6 separate regions of the Mus musculus genome follow, and all the other regions are linked to region 2. The links are chromatin contacts, called in public Micro-C and promoter capture Hi-C maps. All regions are on one chromosome and are shown on one strand. The core of a region is the stretch at or near the end of the contact, and the rest is flanking DNA. Distances in the headings are between cores, read along the strand shown.

What was found. Promoter capture Hi-C pulls out the DNA fragments that hold promoters and counts their contacts. Hi-C and Micro-C count contacts between places; a contact is called where the count stands out from the background.
Region 1: a contact with region 2 is called in a promoter capture Hi-C map of hippocampal neurons, with 3 times the contacts expected there. The contact joins the promoter of Itgb8 here to the promoter of Cdca7l in region 2. A contact is called at or near these places in 9 of 39 promoter capture datasets (the 3T3-L1 cell line, cranial neural crest, embryonic stem cells and 4 more), 1 of 484 Hi-C or Micro-C datasets (embryonic stem cells) and 2 of 115 datasets of contacts at active chromatin or transcription factors (astrocytes and stem cell-derived neural progenitor cells).
Region 3: a contact with region 2 is called in a promoter capture Hi-C map of pre-B cells. The contact joins the promoter of Esyt2 here to the promoter of Cdca7l in region 2. A contact is called at or near these places in 4 of 39 promoter capture datasets (the C10 cell line, hippocampal neurons, liver and 1 more).
Region 4: a contact with region 2 is called in a promoter capture Hi-C map of pre-B cells. The contact joins the promoter of Ncapg2 here to the promoter of Cdca7l in region 2. A contact is called at or near these places in 1 of 39 promoter capture datasets (pre-B cells) and 2 of 115 datasets of contacts at active chromatin or transcription factors (astrocytes and large pre-B cells).
Region 5: a Micro-C map of embryonic stem cells shows a contact between it and region 2, with 5 times the contacts expected there. The contact joins the promoter of Sp8 here to the promoter of Cdca7l in region 2. A contact is called at or near these places in 22 of 39 promoter capture datasets (the 3T3-L1 cell line, 3T3-L1-derived adipocytes, the C10 cell line and 12 more), 2 of 15 datasets of contacts at CTCF or cohesin (the NIH/3T3 cell line and embryonic stem cells), 19 of 484 Hi-C or Micro-C datasets (the HL-1 cell line, Sertoli cells, embryonic stem cells and 3 more), 17 of 115 datasets of contacts at active chromatin or transcription factors (VIP interneurons, bone marrow-derived macrophages, embryonic forebrain and 9 more) and 5 of 9 other capture datasets (adipose tissue, embryonic stem cells, liver and 2 more).
Region 6: a promoter capture Hi-C map of hematopoietic stem and progenitor cells shows a contact between it and region 2. The contact joins the promoter of Wdr60 here to the promoter of Cdca7l in region 2. A contact is called at or near these places in 4 of 39 promoter capture datasets (hematopoietic stem and progenitor cells, hippocampal neurons, liver and 1 more).

Annotation. Positions count from the first base shown.
Region 1 is chr12:119,236,813-119,240,143 of GRCm38.p6, reverse strand. It overlaps Itgb8 (integrin beta 8), which reads left to right and starts at 1,868. Exons shown (of 14, transcript NM_177290.3): 1 at 1,868-2,472. The coding sequence starts at 2,346.
Region 2 is chr12:117,841,886-117,845,260 of GRCm38.p6, reverse strand. It overlaps Cdca7l (cell division cycle associated 7 like), which reads right to left and starts at 1,400. Exons shown (of 10, transcript NM_146040.1): 1 at 1,304-1,400. The coding sequence starts at 1,327.
Region 3 is chr12:116,279,453-116,282,840 of GRCm38.p6, reverse strand. Esyt2 (extended synaptotagmin-like protein 2) reads right to left here and starts at 1,619. Exons shown (of 22, transcript NM_028731.5): 1 at 1,169-1,619. The coding sequence starts at 1,498.
Region 4 is chr12:116,403,674-116,406,939 of GRCm38.p6, reverse strand. Ncapg2 (non-SMC condensin II complex, subunit G2) reads right to left here and starts at 1,504. Exons shown (of 29, transcript NM_133762.4): 1 at 1,479-1,504; 2 at 1,063-1,238. D430020J02Rik (RIKEN cDNA D430020J02 gene) reads left to right here and starts at 1,779. Exons shown (of 2, transcript NR_028421.1): 1 at 1,779-1,973; 2 at 2,297-3,266.
Region 5 is chr12:118,845,301-118,848,664 of GRCm38.p6, reverse strand. Sp8 (trans-acting transcription factor 8) reads right to left here and starts at 1,432. Exons shown (of 2, transcript NM_001379379.1): 1 at 1,324-1,432; 2 at 1-286. The coding sequence starts at 1,344.
Region 6 is chr12:116,261,448-116,264,534 of GRCm38.p6, reverse strand. It overlaps Wdr60 (WD repeat domain 60), which reads left to right and starts at 1,510. Exons shown (of 22, transcript NM_146039.3): 1 at 1,510-1,684. The coding sequence starts at 1,670.

The DNA.
Region 1 (3,331 bases), core at 619-3,118, 1.4 Mb before region 2:
TGAAGTATGGATTGCCCCCTTAGCTTCACAAATGATCCTCCTTAACAGATCTAGGGCACTTTACTAACTAGGTTCCTGGCTTTACTGTTAGTCCAATGTACAGTCCACACCTGAAGAAAGGGGAGTTTTTGATGTTGTGGTTTATTAACCAGGTACTTTCCATTCACTGTCAACAATTAGAAAACAGAAAGAAGTTTTTTAAAGAGGAGGGTTGGTGGGACCTCCTACTTGTTTTCTTTACTCCAAATAAGAAGCCGGAAACAATTAAGGAGAAAAAAATCCCCTATAGTTCACCTTGACCTGGCTGGACTGGGTCTGATGCCTGAAAAAAGTGGTGTTGTGTAAGCCACTAGTAAAAAAAAGTCGAACTGAACTTCAATACAATGAAAATTATTGGGCTCTAGGGGAAACTAGGAGCCAAGGTCTCCAGTATCAAATTAGAAAAGGAGCTCTTTCCCAAACCTAGAGAACTGTGTTTCTTCCTTCTCCTTAAGGTGTCGAGGGCGCTGACAAGACCTGGAGAGGCAATGCTACTACTTCCTTGGCTGTCCAGTTTAGCAACGCTTTAGCCTCACCCAAAACTGCAAAACTGAATTGCAAGCTTGTATTCATTCACTCTTCTGCTGCCATCTGCAACTTCTTGTTTCCTTTTACTGAGAAGGTGGCGTTTAAGGTCAAAAGATCCATTGTAACCAACAAAAGGCCAAAGAACCACAAACAGACCCTGGGAAAAAGCTAGGCTGCCCCTTTCAGGGCTGAGGGTCTACAAAAGGAACAACGAAATATATCTGACAGTAGAATACATCTTGTCTAAATCTCCAAAGTCTGGGAAGACCTCAGACAGATTTGGGATCAGACACAGGGCAAGGTCTTAAGGCTGCAAGGAAAGCGGGCAGTGAATACTCTGAGAGCAGTGTTGGGGGAGGGGAGAGGCCCCCGAAATCTACTTTGTATTCAGCAGCTGCGGGCCAGTAAGGATTCCTGAACAAAGGAGCACGCGGCAAGAGGATGAAATGTTGGGGTTCATGCTGCCACTCGAGCTGCGAGAAGTTTTCCACCTATACCGTTATGGAAGCGTTGGAACTCAGAATTGGGGGGCGAGGGGGTGAGAGAAAAGAGAACTCAGCATGCGATTCCTGTTGCGCCACTACGCACCAGGAATTCTTGAGAACGATGGGAATGGCAACTATTAGATTCGAGGGGGGAGAAAAAAGAGCTGGAGTGAGCAAAACAAAGAGCGAGTGTGGGCCGCGGTGACTTCATGCCTCACCAATGTCCCGCCCACGCTACTCCGAGCTGGAGCTGTTTGCTGCTTCTGCTGCTGCTGCTGTCCTGGGCCGCCACTGCGCTTGCTGGCGACCCAAGCAAGGAGCACTGTAGCGTGGGGAGGTTTCCTAGCAACTCTCAGCTCGGAGCACGCCCAGCCACCCGAAAGCTGGGAGCCCCCACGGGGGACCACAGAACTAGATCACCCCATCCCTGCCCATCGCCTGCCTCTCTTCCCTCTCATCCCAGAACGCATCAGCTGCCAGGGTTCTGGGTGGCCAGACGCCTGAGCCGACAGAGTCCGAGAAAGGACAAGGGTACGCAGCTCCCTCCCAGCGAGGTGCATGGAACATCCCCTTCTAGCCCAGTAAGCAACTGGGATGCCTTGTTGGTTGCCCGCGAGTGCAGACAGGAGCTTCTAGGGAGCTCGCGGAGCTGCTTCCCCAAGCTGCTGGCACCCGTGTCTCCTCTCCCGCCAATCGGAACGCTGCCGCCTGAACCTCTGCTAGCTGCGACTAAGTGGAGTTGGCCTCCCTGCCCACCTGTGGAAGAAGCTAGCACCGACTGATGCGCCAGCAACTCCCCCACCCCCTTGGCCTTCTAGCCGTCCCCTCCCACTAAAGCAGCATCACCCTGTGAATTACATTAGGGTGGTTTTCCCCCCAGCCTCAGGCTTTGTTTGGGTTTGATTGTGTTTGGCTCTTCGCTAAGCTGATTTATGCAGCAGAGCCCCATCGGCTGGGGAGAAACAAAAGCTCTTTTCTTTGTCTGGGAGCGGACTGTGGAGCCCGTACTTGCTTCGCCCCCGCGGGCCATCGGCTGTCCAAGGAGGTGCTTTTTGTTGAGACTGCAAGCCCCGCCGTGCGGAGCTGGGAGGGCCTTAAGGGCCCTGAGATGCAGAGAGCTGCCCTGGACCGAATACCTGTATCGCCTACTGAGAGCAACTGGGTCGGCCAACCCGGCCTGTCGAAAAGGTCCTAGGGACTCGCAGCCCACGGGCCTCAAGGTGCGCTCTCAAGTCGGGAGAGCGCATCAGGAAAGCAACTAGGCAGTAGGCACCGGGCGGGCTGCTTTGCATTATGTGCGGCTCGGCCCTGGCTTTTCTGACTGCTGCACTGCTCTCTCTGCACAACTGCCAGCGAGGTCCAGCCTTGGTTCTTGGGGCAGCCTGGGTATTTTCACTTGTTCTCGGACTGGGCCAAAGTGGTAAGTTATTTTACTTTGTTTTCTTCCCTTCTCCCAAAGTCTTGGGCTGGTATTGAGAGCTTATGGCCTGGGCATCCCTGACAGGTAAGTGGAAGATGTCAGTCCTGGTCAGTCCTGCTGAGACTTCAGGAGGGCAGGTGTGTAACAAAGTTCTCCATAAAGAAGCCAGGTATCAGGCATTTTCACCCCTAAGTGACAGCAATAGTCCACAGTGCTGGGAAAAGTTTATTTGAGTTGAAGTTTGGGAAAGAGTCTGTTGTACTTACAGAATGCAGTTTGGGGGTTCCAGTATTTCCTGAGGATATCACTATATAGTCTGTATTCCCCAACTTTTCACCTTAGGGGTGGAGCATCATCCACTAAGAGCCTGTGGCTAAGATGGTTTATAAAAGGAAAGAGTCTTTCATTTATTGGTCTAAGAAAGAACAAGTTTCTTCTGCCATAACATTCAGCTTGAATGAATTAATGCCCTTGAGGAATATCCATTCATGGTTTAAGCCACTGCCCTGCGGAGGGGTGGGATTGTTAAATTATTGTGGCTAAATGATCTGTCCCCTAAGTTTGGTCTCTGTTACCAAGAGGTCACCTCTCTATAAACTTTTATTGTCTTCATCTGTAAAACAGATATAGATGCCTACCTTTCCCAAGTCATTTCTAGTCAGACAGTGCATGAGAGGGGGCTTGGCACTTTAACATGTTAGCATTGTATTCTTGGTGACTCATGAAACAGAATAAGTAATAATAACAATCTAAGGATTAAATTTACCATAGAGGCCAAATGTTTTTTTTTTTTTTTTTTGCAGATGGAGTTACCATTGCCTTATTTATTTATTTATTTATTTACTTACTTACTTACTTT
Region 2 (3,375 bases), core at 151-2,650:
GAATCTAGAAGTGGAGGCAAGATCTATAATCTGCTCTACAGAAAGTGGAGACCACTCTGTGATGAATGAGACTGTCCTGAAAAAACAAAGCAATTTCACTTTCCCTTTCCAAAGGTGTTTTGTTACTTCCTGGAGAAGCTCAGGCTAGCCACGTGCAAAAGCAAAACAAAAACAACAACAAAAACCCTAAAGCCTGAGTCTAGCTCAGTACAGTTTTTCTTTTCTCCCTTCACTGGTGAAACCTTTTAAAATACTTTCTCACAAACCTCCACTTTCAGGACATTCTCAGCGGTCACTAACTGGACAAAGTGGCCACTGGTATCTAGCCAGCTAGCTAGTTCTCTAATTTGCCAGCACAAAGGTAAGTGCCAGACCTGGGCAGGCCAGGTCTGGTAAAGCTTGGGCGCTGTTCCACCAGGCTCAGAGTCTACAGGTAGACTACAGGGGTAAACGCAGTTCAAGAAAGGCTACATTCATGTAAAATATCCCGCACCCCACGAGCAGGGGGCTGGCCATTCCTTCTCTTTTCAAAGTTTTTCTTAGTTCATTTTTAAAAATGATTTGCTTATCACTATATTAAAAAGTGTGTGTCTGTTTAGGTGTCTTGTGGTTGTCGTTTTTTTAACAGAGTGATAATTTTAAGTAGAGAAAAACCTTGAGACTGTAAACTAACAGAAATCACAATCCTGGCACGCAATGACCCTTTGGAAGACTTATTCTCAAGTGTTAGTGAAGTTTCAAAACTTAAATTAGACCCATAATGCATAATGGATTTGCCCTTCGCTTAAGATTTGCAATCTTGAAGTTGTTTGTTAACTTGGCCTAAAGATGTTACTTACCATTTGCCAAGTAGTAAATTTATTAAAGTTCTAGAATAAAACCTACAGCAACTCAATAAAAGACTGGTATAGTGTGAGTCTCGAGATTTCTTTCTTTCTTTTTTTTTTTTTTTTTTTTTTTTAATTGCTTTTTTCTTAATCTTCCTGACCTCTGGTGCCAGTTCCGGCGAGGAAGGGGGTTGGGGAGAAATTGCACGCTGCCCTCCCGCGCGCCCCTCCCCCAGGTCTCGGGGCGCTGCACCCCGTAGCTCCCGGCCTGCAGCTCCAGAATAGGCATCCCCACCTGAGCCCCGGCTGCAGGGGCCAAACCTGCAGACCCGGGGTGGTACAGCAGGGAGCCACGCGCACTCCTACAGGACCTAAGTTCCCAGCACCCGGCCCTCCGCGTGGACCAGCCCGGCAGGACAGGGCGGGGCGGGGCATGCAGAAAGCGGCCGGGGACCAGGGCTGGGGGAAACCCTCACCTGGGAGCGCGTGGCCAGCTCCATCTTCCCTGCTGGGCTCACTTCCCTGAGCCCTGCACGCGGCCACCCGGGCTGGCGCGGCCCCGAGCACGCAGCGCGCGGAGTTTGCCGTGGAACAGCGCACTGAGTTCAGATGGGGGGGACAGCGCGGCTCCGCGCGCACCGCGCAACCTCGCACAGCCTCGGGCCACGCGCCCGCACCCGGGCCTCTCCACCTGCGGTCCAAGCCTTAAGGCCGGCGCGGGAGCGCGCAAAGGGAGCGCGCGACCGGCATTGGCCGGCGTGTTTGGTTGCGCGGGCTTCCCCCTACCGCGCAGGTCCGCGGTGGAGCCGTCCGCTCAGGTTCGCGCGGGAGACTCAAGCTGAGGCTGCACGCGCCTCTGAGCTCCGGGTACCTGGCCCGCTCAAACTCCGCAGCGCCAACCTCCGTGTCCTCGTGGCCTGAGTTCCAGGAGTGTTGCGTAGAGGCCGCGGAGCTGGCTTTGCTTTGTTGTTGGTAAGGGGCGTGGTCTGTGCGCCTCCGAAAAAGTGGCTGCCCAATTCACTGCAAAAGCCAATCACCCAAGTTTTCTAACACTGGGCAGAGGGCGACGCAGCACCCTGCACACCACACACTACAAGCAAGACCTCCGTTCTTGCCAGAGCTCCCCAGTAAGTGCCTAGATGCTAGTCACTAGCACCTACTCACCGCGGAAATGCTGGGATAGGCCTCCTGACTCAGGAATAAACAAAAACTATCTACTAGGTTGAACTTTATGGACTGGGAGCCATTACCCCCAGGATAATATGAATAACCATAGTGATAACGCAAATCTCATGATGATGATAATTATGTCACCATCACTAATTTGATGGATAATTGAAATGATTAGTAACCTAATTCCTACCACTGATTAAAAATGATAAATCTAATAATGAAAGTGCATGGACATGTAAACTTGGAACAAGTTAGATGCCATGAGGGACTGGGGAATGGTAATCTAATGGCATGGAGTGGGCTGGAGGCATCAAAGACTTAGAGCTTGAGTCAGTAGCCTGAGGCATTTAATGAGTGGAGACAGTGGGAGGCCCAAAGCAAGCCTGAGGAGCTGAAAAATGACAAGTGGAAAGGTTTAGCACAGGATGGGGTCATGAGGTGATACAGTAACAGCTTGCCTGAGTAGAAGTTTATGCAGCCAGTCTCAGCTCCTTGGATCCAGTACTCATCCTTCTGTTGTTGCTGAATGAATAGTTGAAGTTGCCAGAATGTTCTCTCAGGCTTCAGGAGGAAACGTCAAGGAAAGAGGTGTCTTGCTTTCTTCGTTAGTTGAGCAACATGTTACCAGTGTTGGGGAATGAAGTTAAGAAAACAGTGTCTAACTTTAGAAATGCACATGGCCTGGCTTAGTTGCCTATAATCCCAGTTCTGTGGAGGCAGGGGCAGGAGGATTCTGAATTTGAGACCCTACCTCAAAACAGAAGAAAAGAAAAATGCTTTACTTCTCCCGGATAATGTGTATTATTGCTGTGACTACTTCATATGTAGTATTTCCTAGAATTCTCTCAACATTCATCCAGATACCCCTCGACAGCAGCGTTCCACCAAACCAGAAAACATTTTCAGGCTTCTAGAGTACACCCAACATTCTTTCTCCCGTTTTTCTTTTTGTTTCCTTAGGTTGCCAGGAAGAACAGTAAAAATGTATTAATCAAAGCTAGTTTTAGTCTAAGATAATTGTATCTTCCTGTGATCTAAGGGCTGTGTTTGCAGTTATTTCTATTATTATTTCTACTGTAGACTACATACAGCAAATCCCTATTGTAAAGGGAGCATTGGTTTGAAGTAGCAAAGCATTTGGAACCTAGCTATCATTGGGAACCTATTTAGACCACTGGACCTTCCCACTTTAGAAGCCTTCATTATGCAGCCTATGCTTGGTTACTTCCTGTCAGCTTGACACAAATGTAAATAGACCTAGGAAGAGGAAATCTCAAATAAGAAATTGCTTTCAACAGGTTAGCCTTTGACCATGTCTGTGAGACAGGTCCATGCCATCCCTGCATAGGCAGGCCTGGGTTATATATTATAAGCA
Region 3 (3,388 bases), core at 370-2,869, 1.6 Mb after region 2:
TCTCCATTTAAATTCCTTCTTTCTACCTTTCAAAACTTACCACTACCTACTTCCACAGACATTTACATCAAGCCTAACATTGTGCAACATTTATCTTAAAATATGCACTATTTCCTTCTATCTGAAACTATGACACTAACTCTTTGCTAAGAAAGACAGTGAAGAGAAAAAGATGATAATGCCTTCTCCAATAGGTTCAAATACTCAATAAGTAAAAAGCAATTTTAGGAAAAAATAATCAATACCATAACTTATCATTACTGTTAACACTTTCAAAATCTCCCTCTATATATGTTAGATCCTGGATATTAAATGATCATATCAAAGTGCCTAGTCTTCCCTCTGGTATTTTAAACAATGAAACAAACATTTCAATTCTTCTAACATAAGCTTTTCAGGAACACTTCAATCGTGTTAGACACAACTAAGAAATGAATGAGTCTTCCTGATTTTTTTAATTAACTTCTCCCCATATTGGCTGTCACTACTTTTTAAATCAGAAAGGAGAATCTGGACGGTTCCAGGCCTGCAGCGCCATGCTTGCAAAAGGTTTACAGAATCGCTCTGGACAACTGAGATCTCATCGCCCACCAAGTGTGCTTCTGGGCGGTAGTCACTGCCAGCATGAGAGGAGGAAGAGGCCCAGCAACTAACAATGACCAGTTCTGCCAAGTTAGGAAGTATTCACTACCTGCGCACTTTGCTAGCGATGGGCGAGGAGGACTGAAAGCCAGGAAGAGGACTGAGAGCGGACACTCTCGGAGCAGATAATGACCAGGACACCTCGCCCAGGATGAGGGTGGGGACAGCAATAAGGACACCTGACTTAGGTGGGGGAGGCGGTGCGCTGACACAAGTGAGACTCGGACGCAGACCGTCGCTCAGAGCCGGGGTGGGCCACAGTGGCCAGAACTCCCGAGGAAAGCAGGTGGGCAGAGTGCTGACAGCAGACAGCAGTTTACAGCAGGAGAGGCAGACAGCAGTAAGGTCGCACACCTGACTCGGTCCGGGATCCTGGTTGTGCGGATCCCGGATCGGACGGAGATTCGGAACAAGCGGTGGCTGACACTTCACTCGGGCTGGGGCTTGAGTTCCCCACCCGTCACTGAGAAGGGGAGAAGGGTGGTGCGGACCTGACTCCGCTCAGGTCTGGGGGGGCAACACTCACCCAGGCGGGCAGGTCGCAGGCGCGCACTCCCAGGCGCACAGCTTGCTCCTCGTCCTCCAACAGCGCCAGCGCGCGGCACAGGCGGCTGGCCTTGAGGCCGCGGCTCCGGCGGCACCAGGCGAGCAGCCCGAGCGCCAGCAGCACCCAACTGAAGCTCAGCCCCAGGTAGCCCAGGGCGTACACCGGCAGCAGCAGCGCGAAGCTGCGCGCCAGCTGCCCCAGCAGCCCCGGCAAGTCCACACTCAGAGCGCTGCCCGGGGCCTCGGGCTCGGAGCGGCCCCCAGCCCGGCCAGGACCGGCCTCCGGCCCCTCGCCCCCCGCGCTACTCATCTCCAGCCGCGCTGAGCACTCCTCCCTGCCGAGGCGGGCGCGGCTCTCCCACGGACCGCAGGTCGCTCTAGCCCGCGCGCCAGCGCCCCACTGAGGGGGACCGCGGGCTCCACCGCTCCACTCCTCAAACGGGCGGGACTTGCCGTCATCACAGTGCGCAGGGCCCTCCCCCACCGAGGCCTCTCCCAGAGAGGGGCTTGCTCGGGCTGAGTGCGTGGTTTGGTGACGCAATCAGCATGCGCCCGACTCTTCCTCACTGGGATCCACTGTTCAGAGACAGCCGACCCTGAAAGAATCTAGGGCGGGGCGACGTGTCAGTCGCCAACCGGATCCCGCTCCCTCGTCCGCGCCCTCAGGAAAGATCCCCCGGCGGCGAATGGTCTGTGCCTGGTGTCATCGCGCGGTCGGACCCGCCTCTGCGCTGGGGTTGCTGTGCTGCTACTCTCCGGTCGTTACACCAAGAAGGGGCTGCAGGCGAAGCCATCACGCCAGGCAGGCCCCGCCCCTAACCTGTGAGGGCGGTTCGGTCTGCGCCCTCGGAGGGTGGGCGCCGCGCCAGGGGGACACACCCGGACTTGGCTCGCAGGGACGGCCGGAGAGGGAGGTGTGGCTTCCGCGGGTGTTGGAAGGGAGCAATGGCCCTGACTAGTGGGAAGGCTAGCGGGCTGAGTCCTTTCCAGCTTAGCGGAGAGCTCGGCGTTCGTCAGCCAACCTCTTGCCTGTCCTAGCTCCCTGGCGGAGAACTTGAACTTGCAGGTTCCTAGGGTGAGAGGATGGCTCCTGGGCCTGCCTCTGTGGAATGAGAACTTTGCGCCTGCTGCAGTAAAATTTACCTTGAGGCCTTACTGTGTGGTGGCGCCTCTGGGTCTAGTACTCCTTCAGGTCTGACTTCCCAAACAAAATGGCCCCAGTGAGCTTAGGAAAGCACAGTTGTCATGAAGATTTAAAAAAAAAAAAAAAAAAAAAAAAGGCAGCCAGGGTCCACCACCCCCTACCCCCGTCAAGGCCAAACTCTTAGGGGACATCTGAGGGGACATATGTGAAGCTTGCAAAAAAGAAAAAGGAAAAAAGGGAAGTAAGGAAAGGGAAGAGAAGAGAAAAAAAGACATCTGCTTTAAAGTTTGCTAAAGAGGAGCTGGAGAGATGGCCCAGCACCTGAGAACCCAATTCCTGAGTCAATTCCCAAAATCCACATCTGGCTGTTCACATGCACCTGTATCTAAAGCTCCATGGGATCTAATACCTCTGGTCTTCACAATCGCCTGTACACACACACACACACACACACACACACACAGAGGCATAATTTTTAAGAAAATTTTCCAGGAGGATAATTCCACGACTATGATTGTGGAATGTTGCAGATTCAGAGCCAAGTTATCCTGGGTCATACTTTGTTCCATTAGTAGCCATTCATTGCCCATCTCTTGTGTCTGATTTTATGCCACAATCCTTGTGATTCAAATATTAACCCACCACTACCTTGCACCAACACAAAGCTACCAGTGTCATCAGTATCTGAAACCTACAGAAAACAAAGTTCCCACTTTTCTGCAACCTGATGTTTTTGATTCACCAATGTATTTGAAAAAATAAATGCCTTGGTTTATGTAGTAAGTTCTGAATGAACAAATAAATGCAAATAAATAAATAAATGCAAAGTCACCTGTGGAAGATTTTCCCGTGAGTATGTGTGAATATGTATTACAGCATTTCAGAGACATGCCATGTTTGAAAGAGAGCAGTAGTCTGCTCGACAAAGGGCAATAAACCAAGCAAAGTGTCATAGAGTGCTATTGCTGTGGGGAGACTCCATGACCATGGCAACTTATAAAAGGAAACATTTAATTGGGGCTGGCCTACAGTTTCAGAGATTGAGTACATTATCAT
Region 4 (3,266 bases), core at 255-2,754, 1.4 Mb after region 2:
GCCTTTTAGATGCTGGCTTGGGAAGAAAGACCTGACTTATGCAATAGGGTCAGGCTCATCTCCACATCTGAATTCTGCAGACTCCACTTCTAAAGTCCCATTCCTCCAAGAAGATCCCACCCAACAATTCTCTCTTGTTTTTCAAGAGAGAGACTTGGAAGTAAAACCACAAAAACAGCCCTGAGGTCACCTGGGAGCTTGTTAGGCAGTGCATCTGTGCCCCACTCCAGCACCCTCCCCTCCTCTGCACACCTACAGGATAATGAGAGCTCTGGGGACCTTGCTCATTCTTCTTCCTACATGTGATCTCCCAGGTAAAATGCCATCCTATTTTACCTTTACACCTGGTGCTACGATGACATACTCAAAACAAAAACCTAACAATACAGTTACAACAAATGATATTTGCAACAGGTCTTCTCATCTTAAGAATAAATTTGAAAATCTCTCATACCTTTAGAAATACAGCAATATGGAGAATTATTGGCATTAATTATAGAGTGTGAATCACAATAAATATGCATTCCTATTCTAAATTGAATAAAAGTAGAAAATAACCTCAATTTGACAACTCCTCATATTAGTAAATTTTAAATATAGCCACTTCATTCCCCGATTCAAATGGCTGAATTGTGAACCATAACTTTTTTGTGATGAATAAAATGGAGAGGGAAAGGTGGGTTGCCAGTATCACCACTTTACTAATTATGGTCACTTTGTTTACTTAAGTACATGTCTTTGGCAACTTAGTATGCCATATAATGTCTACATATGCTACTTACAAACCGTGACTCCGTATCTTGATTTTTCTCTTTCCTTAGTTCATAACTAAGTTGCTCCCTAGATCAGTCCTAGGTATAGGTTCGGGTTCCTCCCTTATGTCAGTGCAAGAATAAATCCAGCGTCTTCACCACCACGTCAGGCCCCAGTTAAGTGTCAACACTGCTGTCCTCCCTAGTCAGCTCCCCAGCCCCGTGCCAGGATCTTCCATGTCATTCTCTGGTCAGGGCTGGGGTTCTCGCTAGTCAACCCGGGTGCAGGTCTTTGGTACTACCTACTCACCCAGGCTCCTTCTCAGGGGTCTTCTCTAGTCAGACTCAGGTCTGCGTCCCCGGTCCTCCGTAGTCTGCATCAGGTCCTTGCCTGAGAGCCTCCCTACTGTGCGCAGGTCATTTTCCGGAGTCCTCGCCAGTCACACTCGGGCCCTCTCCCGGGGTCGTCCTAGTCTGAGGTCCTACCTAGTGAACCCGGGTTCCAGGCTGAGATCCTCCCTGGCGAGCCCCGCTTCTCGGTCTGGGATCCTTCCCAGTCAGCCGGGGGATCCCGCTCTGCCCTCCCGCAGCACCTCCCGCTCCACAAGCGCTCGAAACCGATGGCGGCCGCGGACGTGAGACCCGCGACGGTGTCCGCCGCCCAGCCGCGGTCGCCGGCCGCCGAGTCCTACTCACCTCCCACCCAACTCACCGCGCGGCGCTCACCTCACCACAGACCCATAGTTTCCCGCGCTCGGACCAGATTCAAACACACCCGCGTATACCCCGGACGCTCCCGCCCTCCACCCCGTCACCAGTCGCCGCTCTCACGAGATCTGACGCCGTCCCGGCCACGCCCATATCCCCCACAGCTCTGCAGCCAGGCTCCGCCCCCAAGGCCCAAGCACCGCCTCCTGGGCGTGACTCAGAGCCTCTGGCGGGAGTCTCTTTAGCGCGCTCACGGGATGCGCAGGCGCAGAGCTGCTGGCTGTGTTTCCCGCCCTCCGCCCACACACACCCACCTTCCTTGGGAGCGCTGCTGTTGCTTCTGTGTTCCTTGCCAGCTGCTCGGTGAGACGTCACGCTGATATCAGACGGAGGAGGGAGAGCAAGTCCGAGACTGCTCAAGTGGTAACCAAGAAGATTCTTGAAGAAATCCTGCCTCGGTTCGGGATCCCTAAGGTAATCGGCTCAGACAATGGGCCCGCATTTGTTGCCCAGGTAAGTCAGGAATTGGCCACACAATTGGGGACTAATTGGAAGTTTCTAAGTGTGCTTATAGGCCCCAGAGCTCAGGACAGGTAGAAAGAATGAGTAGGACTTTAAAAGAGACCCTTACTAAATTAGTCATGGAGACCGGCGGAAAGGACTGGGTGACTCTCCTTCCCTTTGCGCTCCTCAGGGTCCGAAACACTCCTGGACATTTCGGTCTTACCCCTTATGAGATTCTCTTTGGGGGACCGCCTCCCTTAACTGAGTCAGGTGGGATATTGGATCTTGGCACTGACTCATCCTCACCCTCTGCTCTTTTTGCTCACCTAAAGGCCCTAGAGGTTGTTAAAACACAGATCTGCAACCAGATCAGAGAAGCCTACACTCCGGGAACCATAGCAGTGCCTCACGGGTTCCAGGTTGGAGACTCAGTCTTGGTCAGACGACATCGCACTGGCACGCTTGAGCCCCGGTGGAAAGGACCGTATCTGGTGCTGTTGACCACCCCCACGGCAGTAAAAGTAGACGGGATCGCTGCTTGGATCCATGCCTCCCACGTCAAAAAGGCACCCAGCCAAGATGAAGACAACTGGATGGTGGCAGCCACTGACAATCCTCTTAAGCTTCGCTTGGGTCACAGGAGTCACCCTGGGCCTAAAGAACCACAACCCACACCAGCCTCTGACTCTAACTTGGCAAGTTCTCGGTCCTGATTCGGATCAGGTCTTGTTTACCACCTCCAAAACAGCGCCGCCAGGGACATGGTGGCCAGACCTAGCCTTCTGCCTCAAACAGATAATTCCAGCTGCTAGAAGCACTCCCCCTAATCTAGTAAGAAGCTATGGATTCTACTGCTGCCCAGAGCACAGCAAGTGGTCCTTATGCGGAGGGTCAGCCTCCTATTATTGTGGCCAATGGAATTGTGTTACTTCCAACGATGGTGATTGGAAATGGGCTAGTGGTCATGTTCCTGACAGGGCTGAGTTCTCTTTTCAGAACTCAGGGCCTGGAAAGCACACCGTAATGGAACTGTATAAAAGGGCTGACTGTCGCCCCGATGATTTAGACAGAGTACTGATCAAATTTACAGACACAGGAAAAAAATATGACATCAAGGCATGGATAAGGGGCATGCGGTGGGGATTAGTTTTTTATGACTATAGTGGAAAGCCTGGGTCATCAGTCATGGTTCGTTTGAGCCTCAGTAGCCCCCGACCCAACCAGTAGGACCTAACCCTGTTCTAGTTGAAAAGCCTTCGTTACTGCTTCCCAGGCCTACCATCCCTGGGTCTCCATCAGACT
Region 5 (3,364 bases), core at 183-2,682, 1.0 Mb before region 2:
CGGACACCAGGGCTGCGGCCGCCGCTGCTGCCGCCGCTGCCGCCGCTGCGGCTGAGGAGGAGCCGCCGTTCCGGGAGGCCCCCGACACACCGAAGCTAGAGAGACTGGAACCCACTACGTTGCAGCTGCCGGAGGAGGAAGACGAGGAGCGTTTCCAAGGGTGGAAGCCTTTACCGAAGGAAGAAGAGCTGTCCGACAGGGAGGAGGGAGACGGGCTGGGGCTGCCGATCTTATTACAGGTAGCAGCAAGCATGGCCAGAGGAGTGGATCCCAACCTCGGTTCTTCCTGAGACCGGAGCAGAGAAGAAGGGTGGGGGAGGGGTAGTGGGCAAAGGGCCGGTGGGGGAGGGAGGAAAGAAATGTGTATTAGTCCCCTGGTAGCCTCCAGACGCCCCACTGCTCCCCATCTCTAGCTGCTGCACACTGCCACCAACTTACCCTGCACCCCCAGCTGCCCCGGCGCCCGGCTGCCTCCTACTCTACAGGAGGGGACAAGTTTGGCGGCGAGCGTCTGATTCTGGAGCAAAGCGCCACGCTAAAGAAGAGTTTAACAAGAATTCTCAACTAAGACGGCACTCTTGTGTTCACAAAGCCCTAGACGCTTTCGATCAAACGAACAGAAAGTCCAAATCCAGACTAGGGAGGGAGAAGTTTCCTTTTTACCTTACAACCTGGGGAAATTTCTGGATTGCGTTTAAGATCACTACACTGCAATCCCAAGAGAGCTTTGAAAACTCTTTTCAGATCCCCCTCAACCCATCCTTAGTTGCTTCTCCCCGGCTCTTCCATTACTCGCTCTTCCATTTTTTTCTTCTCTCTCTCTCTCTCTCTCTCTCTCTCTCTCTCTCTCTCTCTCTCTCCACCCCCTTCATCTCTCTCTCTCAATATATATCTCTCTATAATGGTAGAAATAAGACGAGCTCAACGTACCTGCAATACAAACCGGGCTGAGGAAAAATATTAAGGGGAAGGGGGAGAATCTGCAGTATGCCCAGGAGGGAAAAACTTACTCGCGTTCCCCTTCGAAATCGTCGAGTGTATTAGGGGCTATGCTCAGTTCTCCCGAGCAGGGAGCGGCCAGGCTCTGCGAGGTGGCGGGTCTCAATGCCCTACGAACCTTTCCTGTGCTGAAAAAAAAAAAAGTGGCTCTGCCTCCTCCCCCCCCCCTTTCTTTTTTCTAAACTCACTTGTATTTAGGGGGGTGGTGGTGGCTCTCAATAGAGAGACTGATAGCCCGTGGCCTGGCCGGGGCGACTTTAACCCCCTCCGATAGGCAATAAAAGGAAACTAATTAAACCAGCAAGAGAAGATCCTGAGACTCACCCCTAGAAGTGAAGTTGCCATCACACAGAAGCGCCCTCCTCCTCTCAGAGGATCTTTTTTATATTGATAAATCAGAGGCAGTGTTTTTTTTAGAGGTGTGCAATACAATGATCAGTTCCGCCCATTCCGCCACAATTGTAGCTCCCTCTCCGGCTTTGAAGTGCCGCGGAGGCGCGGCCAGCCAATCTGTGGCCTCGCCGGGCCGCGCGGCGCGCGCGCCGTGAGGTCATCGGCGCCGGCGGGAGTGTGGGGGTGCGAGTGTCGCAGAGTGTGCGTGTGCGCGCGCGTGAAAAATGATCGCGAGTGTGACCCACCTCGGAGAGAGCAGTGTAGAAAGCGGAGGGGTAACTGGGCAGGGTCGCAAAAACCGTGACCTAGCAAGGGCAGAGAGTGGTCGTACAACCACCGAGAGCGGGCCGAGTAACTACGTGTGTGACAAAAGGGGTCAGGGACAGAGCTGGAAAGTGTGTAAGGTAACTGAGTCCTTCTACCGTAGGGAGTCAGGAGCGACAGTACGTTCAATCCCGGGTGTGGAGAGGCGTGCACCCGTTTGGTGTAGGTGGAGAGTGGGTGCGCGCGATCGAGAGGGAAGACCGACGTGTGCGTGCGCGCGAGCACCAAAGCTAGGGGTAGGGAACCGAAACAATACAATAAAGTGTACGTGCCTAAGAGATTGGCGGTCTGGATAGAGAAACTGCGAAGTTGAGTGAGGCCAGTAAATAAACGCCCCAAGTCCTATCTTCAAGTTACTAACTTCCTCTGCCCTTTGAACATAAAAAAAGGAGTGACCCCCCCCCCCCAGCTTCCTGGACTCTTTCAGTATAGTTTTGAAGAAAATCTTGATACTTACCTTCCATTTCCTGATGTTTCGGTCAAATAGAAAGATTGGAAAGGGGGTAGTGATATGGTGCAAGTGTGCGCCTGCGCCTTTGAGTCCTTACTTAGATCTGGCCGCCCTTACCCTCTACCAGAGGTGGGATTCAAGCTTTGGAAGTGCACGTCCTGGAGGAGGTGTGTTTGCCCCTTGGCATGCAGTAAAATTACAAAAGGATTAGATGGAAAGAGGAGTAAGAGGGGGTGTGTTTTTCTCCCATTGGATGAGAAATTGAGGAGCATTTTACCCAGTTTATAAGTTTTCTCAGGTAACCCCACTGTGCCTTTCTGACAGAAAAATCAGAATGACTGAAATCTGTTGGTACTATTTATGTAAGAATGGAGGTGAGCTTTTCGGGCTGCATTTATAGGAGCATCTATGGTTTGAGCAAGCCATCTACCAGTGCGTTCGAGTCATCATGCGCATTTACTTCAAATTCTCTGCGTTTTAGTCACTTACTTGCTATTTTTATTATTAGTTGCCTTCAGAAATGTCATTACAATTCTGTGGTCACCACAACAGAAATTCTTAAGCCACAAAAAGGCCAGTACCAGTATGAAAGGAGAAAATCTAGTCCTTGGAGTCTTGTTGAATATTCATGCATTTTAAAACCACAATAATTCCTATTTTACCCTGTTAGGAAGACTCTCAGAAGTCTAATACTAAAGGGGAATTGATTAAAATGTGAGTAGATGACAGAACTGATGTGTTTTGACTTGGGAGACTTTTTTTTTTTAATTGGTTGTTCTCAAGTGTATTGCAGGTTCTGAAGATGTCAAAAATTAATTCTCCTGGGTTATGCAGAAGTCCAAAGTAGGGCTTCATCCTTTGCATAAATTTCACCTGCACAGTTAGACCTAATGTTTGTTGTGCAGGGATTTGCACTTCTGAGCCTTTTTTTTTTCATGTGCAGGGGTATTGACTGTACATCATATCTATTGATTAAGGGAGTAAGGGACATCCACATACTTAGAAGTAACTGTGAAGTAAATTAATGAACTGCTTTCTTTCTCTGAAAGCTAACGCTTACCATAAATGTCCTGTTTCTCTCTGCAAGCCCCTCTGAATGATTTTAGCGTGTTGAGAAGGCGTGACAGGACAGCCCAGAAGGAGGAAGGGGTGGGGGAAGGAGGGAACTCCGTTTAACAAATAAAAGAGAATTAACTT
Region 6 (3,087 bases), core at 261-2,760, 1.6 Mb after region 2:
TAAATTAGTGTATAATCTAATTAGGGACATGGAAATTAAAAATGAAGACTATACACAAAAGAGAACGGAGGATAGCAACAAGTACATAAGTTATAAACTTTGAATTAAATCTGTAGGAAAGTGGTGCTGGACCAACACAGGAATGTTTGGGAAGAGTGAATGGACAGGGTGAAGGATCCATCTCCCAGGCAGGCCATGCATCTGAACAGTGTGTGAATATTTAGGCGACTGCAGTGAGCAGAGAGTGGTGTTCCTTACTCGATCCTTCCCCTTCATTACCTGACTTTATTCTTTCCCCATGAACCTATCCCAACATCCAACTATAGCACCTGTCTCCCATTTGAATGCTTTGTAGCTTCACATTAAGAAGTTTTGTGTCATGACATTCAATACCCTTCACAAATTTGCACACACCTCCCTTTTCATCTCTAGCCATCTCTCCAGTCATGAAATCCAGACCCTTTGTTACAGGTGTGCTCTGCTCATTAAAGAAGCTTCTAATCACATGTGGGCTTTGGGTACTTGGGAGGTGGCTAGTCTTGACATATTCTGTAAGTAAAGAATTTTGAAGACACTACAAGTTTTTAAAAATACGTTAATACTTCAAATATATACTGCACGTTAAAGTGATAACAGTTTATGCCTGTCTCTGGTAAAATATACTATTAAATTTAACCTTTTTCAACTTTTGAAAATGTAGCTCCTGGGGTTGGGGAGATAGCTCCGTAGATAAAGCATTTGTCATGCAAGCACGCAGACCAGGGTCTGGATCACCATCACCCACGTAAAAGTCAGATGGGGCAGCCTGCTTCTAACCTCAGTGCTCATGAGGCAGAAATGGCCATAGGCAAGAACCAGTAAAATTCTGTAAGAACTGGACCAAAATAAACCACAGCCAACACCAAGATTACCTTCCCTCTAAGAAATGTACTGGATTAGTAGAAACAAAGATAATAGACCTTAAGCAAAGATGAAAGACTTAATGTATGTTAGTACCTTTTGTATGACAAGGATTTGGCTTAGTGACCTTTGTGTGGTGTTAAGTGAGTGGAAAGTCAAATTCTAACGTGGGTTACAGTAATATGTAACTTAGAAAAGTGTGCGAATAGTAAACTTCTCATCTGCAGAAAAAGCTCAGAATGCTAACATACGATCTAGATACTTCCTAAGTATCGCTAGGCAGACAGCCTAGTCTTGAACTCACAAAGATCCTTCTGCCTTGTCTCCATTGTAATAGAATTAACTAAAGGTGTGCGCTGCCGCAGTTGGCCACAAATGATTTTCATGAAAAGACAGTCTATAGGGTGTGAGTTGAGGAGGCAAAGCCTTGTTCAAGTATAAAGCTCAATCACCGTTTCCTTCCCATCTCTCGTTGTCAACTGTGAGGGTCAAAGAAGGATCAGACAAAGAAACTCAAGACATAAGAAAAGGCTCCTGCGTGTTTGCAGAAAACACGGGCGCGCAGGCGCGCGTGCTGGGGACGGCCGCGGGGCATGCTGGGCCAGCGCCTTCGGCCCGTTGCTAGGAGGCGGGGACGCCGGCCCTCCTGGGACCCAAGTCGCAGCAGGCCTGGCTGGCTGGTAGAGCTGAGCGACGGCGGGTTTATCTTCCTCCGGTGGCCCGCGCCTGCTGGGCCGAGGACACGCGGCTGTCCCGGCCTCGAGGAGCGATGGAGCCTGGGAAGGTCGGTGCGCCGCGGGGCCCAGCCTGGTCCGGCCCGCGCCCCCATTACCCCCCTCTTTCTTGGCAATGGAGATCGGGTTCCTCCTGGGCCTGCACTTAGGAGAGAGCTGGAGGCGGAGTTTGGGTCGAGGTCTCAGCTCTGCTGTTGCCTCTCACTTCTTAGCTCCAGGTGCGGTTTGTGGAGGAGTTTCTGGACTCATCCAGAGGCGAGGCTGAGTGTCAACTTCAGGAAGGCACAGGACTCCTGAAAAAAAAGTGCCGCAAGGTGAAACATGAGTCTCGTTAAGGTAGAAGGTTGTTGACTTTAACTTTGGTAGGTCGTTTATATCAAAAATCCATCTCTTAGGTTTTCCGGTTTGGTGCAATACAGGTTTTTAAAGTATGTCCTTATGGCCCTATTAACAACTCATGATAAATCCTATGAATTACCTTAGCGTCTATTATAAAGGACCCTTGTCTGCTTTAATTAATTTAGGTCTTCTCTTTCCATCTTTTAGTTTACTGGGTAAAAGTTTGCCCATTTTGTTGATCTTTCTGAAAGAGTCAGCTCTTTAGTTTCATTGATTCTTCGTACTGGTTTGTGTTGTTACAGTTTCTTTGATTTCAGTCCTGAGTTTGATTTTTTTTTTTTTGTGCCATCTACTCTTTTGGGGTTATTATTTCTTCTTGTTTTTCTAGGGCTTTCAGGTGCATCATGAAATTACCAATATAAAACCTCTCTAGTTTTTTGGTGGAGACACTTGGTGCTATGAACTTTCGTCTTACAAACTGTGTTCATTGTGCCCTGTAGGTTTGGCTATGTTGAATTTTTATTCAGTTTTAAAAAGTTTATTTTCCTCTGTGATTTTTGTTTTGACTCAATTTTCATTCAGTAGTAAGTTGTTCAGTGTCCATGAGTTTGTTTGGTATTGTTGATATTCAGCTTTACTCCATGGTGGTCAGATAGGATTCAGGGTGCTATTTCAGTTTTCTTATATGTATTGAGGCTTGCCTTGTGTTCTAATATGTGATCATGAGCTTTGGAAAAGAAAGAATATTCTTTAGAGTTTGGGTGGGATATTTGTGTGTGTGTTTGTCTGTCAATTTGACTTACGATATTTTTTGTTTGTTTTGTTTTTTCATTTGCTTTTTTAAACTCCAGCAACTTCTCTGTTTAGTTTTTTTTTTTTGGATGACCTGTCTGGATGGAAGTCAGGTATTGAAGCCATGCACTACCACTGTGGTTTTTATCTGTAGTAGTGTTTCTTTTATGAACATAGGCACTCTTGTGTCTGGTGCATAAATGTTTAGAACTGCCATTGTTGTGTTTTATAAAAAAGAAAAAGAAGCCAGGGATATGTTTGGTAGGGGTGCGGTGTGGTGTGGGGGAAGAGTGTCCCTCTGCAGGCCCATGCTGAGGCATCC